2 separate regions of the Mus musculus genome follow, and region 2 is linked to region 1. Evidence: chromatin contacts called from public Micro-C data. All regions are on one chromosome and are shown on one strand. The core of a region is the stretch at or near the end of the contact, and the rest is flanking DNA. Distances in the headings are between cores, read along the strand shown.

The links. A called contact is a pair of places that touch in the nucleus more often than the background predicts.
Region 2: a Micro-C map of embryonic stem cells shows a contact between it and region 1, with 4 times the contacts expected there. The contact joins the enhancer-like site here to the promoter of Ipo8 in region 1. A contact is called at or near these places in 3 of 39 promoter capture datasets (embryonic stem cells, liver and pre-B cells), 2 of 484 Hi-C or Micro-C datasets (embryonic stem cells and nephron progenitors), 1 of 115 datasets of contacts at active chromatin or transcription factors (embryonic stem cells) and 3 of 9 other capture datasets (adipose tissue, liver and pancreatic islet).

The regions. Positions count from the first base shown.
Region 1 is chr6:148,829,962-148,833,482 of GRCm38.p6, forward strand. It overlaps Ipo8 (importin 8), which reads right to left and starts at 1,506. Exons shown (of 25, transcript NM_001081113.1): 1 at 1,203-1,506. The coding sequence starts at 1,286. 2610017A05Rik (a long non-coding RNA gene) reads left to right here and starts at 1,659. Exons shown (of 2, transcript XR_869626.1): 1 at 1,659-1,747; 2 at 2,904-3,153.
Region 2 is chr6:149,016,670-149,020,190 of GRCm38.p6, forward strand. Dennd5b (DENN/MADD domain containing 5B) reads right to left here. Exons shown (of 21, transcript NM_177192.3): 12 at 2,672-2,753; 13 at 313-441. Among named protein-coding and RNA genes, the nearest start is that of Gm25539, 51 kb to the left of the region's middle. Within about 2 kb of position 1,977, at least 7 of the 459 cell types and tissues checked have an H3K27ac peak or open chromatin away from gene starts, as enhancers often do. A contact at or near this core is called in embryonic stem cells, where this site is marked.

The DNA.
Region 1 (3,521 bases), core at 256-2,755:
GATTGTCAGTTAATATTTCTCTTTCAAGATTCAAAACATCTTTTATAACAAAAACAAACCTCTACTAGGGCAAACACACTGGCCAAGAAGAATCCTTATACTTCAGGAGGCACAGAATTGCCTGGGGAGCCACTTAAAACACAAACTTGTTTCTATTCCCAGGTTTTCAGGTTCTTTACATCAGGGATGAAGCCCATAATTTGCATACCCAACCGTTTTCAGAGAAGCATAGGCCACTGGTCTTAGCAACCCCTCAAGATCCACTAATTAAGGAATATCCCTTCACACTTGTAGCAAGCTCAATTGTCAAGCCATGTAAGGAAATTTTAATTTGTACATTTTAGTAAGAGGATGATAGTCCCTCTTACATGAGCAGAACCAGAGCTTGTGATATTACAATTCTGAAAGGTTGGGCCAGATGTGGTAACACACACCTTTAAACCCAGCAGACTAGAGGCAGAGGCAGAAGCAACAGGCAGATTTATGAGTTCCAAACCAGCCTGTTTAACACAGAATTCCAGGTTAACCAGAACTACACAGTGAGACCCTGTCTCTGAAATGAAAGGAAGAAAAAAAAGGAGGAGGAGGGAGAAGTATGGTATGGACAAAAAAAAAAAAAAAAAAAAAAAAAAAAGACGAGAGTAACACTGGAACAATGAATGTCTAGACTGCTTAGAAAAATGGAAAGCAGCTAAAGCAAAGTCACACACATTTCAGTATTCCAAAGAAATGCCTCAAATATTGTATTACTGGCCGGCCCAGTCTTTGAAATGGTACGGGGAAACCGCGTGCCCTTCCTAGAACTCTCTCGGACAGTGCTGCCCAGCGCTCCAGCAATACTGTGCCATGATCCACACTGCCACCGCCAGAAGCAGGCGAGGGGCAGGGTTTCCGACAGCAACACCTGAAAAGGGCGGGTCCGGAGAAAAGCTAGCTTAGCTTTGGTGAATTTTCCCACCGCGTCTCCACGTAAGCGCATTAAAGGAAAAGAAAACACACCCAAAGACCACTATCAATGGTTTCGTAGCTTCTTTGTGCTATGTGTCCAAGAGAACTGAGCAAGTGCACCAAGAAAAGGACAGATAGCCAACAGGTGCTCCAGTTGCTCCGCAGGGGTCCTGGTCTCAGGCTGGGGTTGGAGGAGAGAGGGAGAGAAGGGAGAAGAGTAGGAAAAAGAGAAAGAGGGGCAGCCCCTCGCTCACCTGGTTAAGCTCCGTCTCAGCTGCAATTCTCAGCTTTGGGTCGATAGTGCCCTTCAGCGCCTGGATGATCCGATTGAGGTCCATGTCCGCGGGCGGGAGCTCGGGTCCCAGAGCCAGCAGGCCGGGTTGCAGCCGGGATGTCTCCTGGCCCTTTTTGGCCCCCTCTACCTCAGGGGACCACCTCACCCCCACCCCCTGCCGCTGCCACCACCGCCTGCAGCTACTTGCTGCGCCACTCTGACTCCGCGCCCCCTGTCCTCCCTCCTTCCCCCCGACAACTCTCTCTCCATTCACCTTTTACGACAGCCGGTGGGAGGTGGAAGAGGAAACGGAGACTCCTTTACGGCTGCCTCTTCCCCTGGCGTGCTGCACTGACCAGCACCCGCCAGAGACGCCATGATGCTCGTCTCAGGAGCCGGCATTCATTGCACAGCGGTGCTGCTACAGGAAGTCGCTCAAGTTTGTTCCAAACACCAGACTCCCGCAGACGGCCGCCATGATGCGGTACGGAAATCCTAGCTTGTCCACCCACTGGTGTGACCAAAGTAAGTTAATTGGCCTGGCATCTATTTACAGTTGTTGCAAATTAGGCATATCTAAAGGGAGTGGTACTTTTTGTTCGAGAACTCTGAACATCACAACTGAGCTGTTTCAAGACAAACTTACTGGAATCCTGAACTTACGTAGCTTACAGAAGAGGTTTCCTTTAATGTTTGAGCGCCACCCTTTATCCTGCCATTCATTCTTTGAACATTTGTTAAAAATGTTTACAGACAGGCACCATGTTATAATAACAAGATAAAATTTAATGCAGGTTTGTATGTATGAAAACTCAAAATCTAATAGATAATCAAATGTGTGTGTGTGTGTGTGTGTGTGTGTGTGTTTCTCTTTAGAGTGTAAAAACACAAAAATGCAGTAGTCAAGGAAACTATATGACCAAAAGTGCCCAAAATGTCCAGACTTTCACTGTGAAAGGCAAGAAGGGTTATGCTGTTTCCATCTACAACTGCAAAGCATACAAAACATAAAGTAAAGATGATTGTGGGCAAATGCTGCTGAGATGTGATCCTCCAAGGAGCATATAATTACGATGTATTGGTTCAATTAAATTTAAGAACAGTGTAGAAAATGAGACAGGATGTATGCTATATGACTGATTGCTTCCAGCAATGCCCATTTCAGTCCATTATGCACACAGCCATCAGAATGAAAAATGCATTTTCAATTTGAAATGTTACCTTTGCTACCTGCACCCCCAATTTCCTTTACTTATGATATCAACTCTAATAGACCTTTGAGTGGAAACATCTAGTTTCTTTGGAAAGTTATGTCAAATGATGGTTTGCAGGAGCACACAGGTGGATGTCAGTGCTAAAGCAGACACAGGTAAAAGGATATTTTGCTGGAGCAGACACAGGAAAAAAGTTTTTCCTCTAGCAGACACAGGTGAAAGGATGTCTTGATATAGCAAACACGTGAAAGGATGCTTGATGAAGGAGTATAAATATGACCCCCAAAGACAGTGGGAAACAAGCAATGAGCGTTGGTTTGCTCTGCCTTGCTAACACTCTATGAGCCTTCTATTGTTGCGTTCAACTTGTGGTAACACCAGCACTGAGAAAAATTCGTCCAAGAACTGCTTGTGAAGTTCCTGCAGCAGCTAGTAGCTTCTGCTGGTGAACCTGGCAATTTCTTCAGGATTGAACAACAGCTTCTGGTTCCTGCCTAGTGTCTGCCTGCCTAGAGAACTGGTCTGCAGCTGCTGAGTCTTATTTGGTGATTGCTACAGGACTGAACTACTGAGAAAGATCAAGCTCACCCACAAAGAAATACTGCTGAACAGGCTCACTCTCCCCGTACCCTAATAACTTTTCTCTTCCACTACTTCTGCTGGATGGTGGGCTAAAGGAGAGGGTGAACTCTTATTAAAGTAGGTTGCAAAAAATTATTACAAGCCTTTTTCACTGTTTTTGATACAAGATCTCTCTTCATAGCCCAGGCTGGTCTCAAACATGGGGCAATCCTGCTGCTTCAGCCAAGTGCTGGTATTCCAGCCATGAGCCTCACTTCAATGTCCTCTTTTCTACTTAAAGCCTATTCTCCTGTCTTTCCCTTTAAAATTTTACACTTGTTCTCCAACTCACTCATTCCTCTACTATTGAACTATTCATTCCTGACTACACATCATTTCCTGCTTTCCAACTCAACTACTGAAGAGTACCTTTGACCTATTGGGCTCATTGATAACACTATGTGTGTCTAAGGGAAAGAACACGTGTTTGTAATACAGCTTTTTCTCTTCATACTCAGTGATCA
Region 2 (3,521 bases), core at 727-3,226, 190 kb after region 1:
CTCTTTTTCTATTCCATTTCTTACTATAAGTTTTATACCGTGAAGTTAATGTAAGTTCAACCTTCTAGATAGCATTTATTCTTCTGATTACGGCATAGTAATCGGGTCTTTGGCTGTTAAGTCTGGTGTGCCCTCCCAGAAATGATCAAATATTCTATAAAGGTATTTTCTGAAGCATATACCTGTATTACAACAGCAATGCAAGTGTTCATAAGTCAGAATTCATACTGAAAATGAGAGTTTGTCAGCTTACTCAATTTCCTTTGTATGCACAAGTCACAGAAACGCATGTCTTGAAAGGCAGGGTCTTACTTGGTCAGTGGCTGGTTAGAGAGCAGCTGCTTGAGGTGCTGCGACAAGAGCTTCTTTTCCAGGGACAACCTTATCCACGCCCGCGCCCGTCCAACGTCAGTCTTGATCTCAGTCATGTTCTGAATATGCCTAAAAAAATCACAGCCAACAAGCAAGACATTGTTTTTGCATTTAAATAATCTTGTTTTTATACAACTTATATGAAATACTTTTTCTTAAAACAATGCATCCACTTCAAATAAATCATAGTTAAAATAAAAACTCAAGATGACACGAGTCCCATGTGTCTTATGTCTTTCTGTTGCATGGATGACAAGCAGCATCCAGTTACATTGATGGGTGAAAGACCCAAAATAATTATACAATTTTAACATTTTCCCATTTTTAAACTGTCCTTAAAGAAAGTCATATGTAGAGAACTACACTATCTTTACAGTAGTCTAGGAGAGCAATCATGCCATCTGAGATAGACTCATGTTTTACAAAAAAAAAAAAAAAAAATCTGTTAATTACTGAAATTAGCAAGGATTTGCTTAACTTGCTCCATAGTCCCACATGACCCAGAAACAAGAATACACATGGACATACACAAACATGCATACACGAACATGAGTATACACATGAACACACATGCACACACACGTGCACACATACAAATTATACCAACAAAGTATAACTTTAAGAGAACTCAGTGACTTTTTGTTTGTTTTGAGACATGTTTAGCTCTGGCTCTTTTGAACATCATTATGTAGACTAGGCTGGTCATAATAAACTCAGAGATCTGCTTGCTTCTGCCTCCAAGAGTTGGGATTAAAGACATGTGTCACCATAAAAGGTACAAAAAGTCAGAAGTGTTACAATTATTTTCTAAATCACATATTTTTCAAGGCAGGGCTTCTCTGTGTTCTGGAATTTGCTCTGTAGACTAGGCTGGCCTTAAACTTGAGAGATCTACCTGCCCCTGCCTTCTAAGTGCTGGAACTAAAGGCATGGCCCTCCACTGCTGGTAGAAAATGCTAAATTTTAATACTTGTATTTTTTTAAGCTACAATTTGCCAGGCAGTGGTGGCTTGAGGCAGAAACAGGACAATCTTTTGAGCTCTGAGGCTAACTTGGTTTACAGAGTGAGTTCCAGGACAGACAGGGCTACACAGAGAAGCCCTTTCTTGAAAAACAAACAAACAAACAAACAATCATACATACATACAAAAATCTGTATCTTTCTGAGACCAATTTTCTGCTAAGTATCTGTTGCTATTTACAGGGTTTTTTGGTCTATATATGTATAGATAACAGGCATTTTAGAGACTTTTCAAAAATCCAAACAGGAGACATTGTAGTTTAGAAAACTCTTCTGCTCCACCTTCCCTTTTTATTTAATGTCAGAAAGAACAAAACAAAACAGCACAACAGTAAAACAGTAAGACTGGGGCTGGAGAGACTGGGGCTGGAGAGGTGGCTCCCTGGCTAAGGGTGTTTGCTGCTTTTGCAGAAGACTCAGTTGGTTCTCAGTGCCTACTAACAAGAGCTAACTACTAAGTCAGCTAACAACCATCTCTAGTTCTGGTTCTAGGAGATCCAGCTTCTGCGTCGTCTGAACTCTAGGGGTCACCAGGCGTGCATATGGTTTTGTTGCAGGATTTTCCTTGTCCAATTACATTAGGGCAGCAGGAGGCCTGTGATTGGACAGGGAAAAGGGAGGCGGAGCTAAGAGTTGCAGGGAAAGAGAGCATGGGGTGGGGGTGAGAGAAAGAGAGAGAAGGAAGGAAAAATGGAGGCAGATGTGAACCAGCGTGCCTTTAACCAGCCATAGGTAGTTATGAATATTAGAATATTTGGGATAAAGCTTTTATCGTTATCAATTGGTTCTGAAATTATTGTATTGGCATCTTGTAAACTGAGAATTTATTGATACATAAATCTGATTGGTTAATTATAAGGCTCAAGAATTTTGCTTTACTTGGTTACTGGAATGTGGTACCACCAAAAGTAGAGAGAACTAGTAGCTCCAGGGACAAGCGAGCCAGACGCTATGGGGGCTGGCTGGAGAGACGCTATGGGGGCTGGCTGGAGAGACGCTATGGGGGCTGGCTGGAGAGAGCTGCTCCCGGAGAGTTGGCGGGTTGAGAGAAGCAGGAGCAGGAGAGTTGGCGGGTTCATTTTTAATATTTCCCGCAACATGGTTTATGTATGTGTCCTTCCACAGGTCAACACTAATACTCATAAGATAAATATAAAATAAATAAATAAAAATATTATATTATGATGATACTTTCTTCAGAATATATAATCAAAAGGTATAGTTATTACTTGAGCAATATAGGTGAAAGCTACATTTATTACCATGTGTAACAAATACCTCATGTCTTGAATAAGAGAGACTCTGAGTGTTGGTAACATAACTCCTGAGTCAGATTTTCTTCTTTCTGGTCCAAGGGCAACTATGTAGAAAAATATTAGCAAAGTATTAGGACAATAACAGTAAGAATTTATACTTTAGTTGTTTTTTTTTTTCAAGACAGAATCCTTTTGTGTAACTCTGGCTGGCCTTGAACTCACATAGATCCACATGCTTCTGCCTCCCAAGTGCTGGTTCTGATGGGGTATAGCACCATGAGATTATAATATAAATACATCATGTCAGCCTTCCCTTTCCTCACTCTAAACCCTCCCATGTGCCTTCCACTCCCCACAATTTTGCTCTTTCAGAATCATGGACTCTTTTTTTTCATTAGATGTGTGTGTATTTTAAGATTTTATTTATTATTATATCTAAGTACACTGTAGCTATCTTCAGACACACCAGAAGAGGGCATTGGATCTCATTAAGGATGGTTGTGAGCCACTATGTGGTTGCTGGGATTTGAACTCATGACCTTCGGAAGAGCAGTCATTGCTTTTAACTGCTGAACCATCTCTTCAGTCCGTATATGTATTTCTAAATACATAAATACAACCTACTCAGTCTGTATGATGTTACTTGTTTGTGTATGTTTTCAGGGCTGACCATTTAGTATTGATACTTTATTAACACAGTAAACTAGCTGTGGCCACAGTTGGAAACAAGCTATGTGAAAGAATATGACTCTTAAAGAGTCTTGGAGATAAACACACATTTTTTTCCTGGAATTTAATTTAACAACACAATAGCATAATTGATCCTGACAAAATAAAAAAAGAAAGGTTATTGAGATAGAGCAGTGGATAAA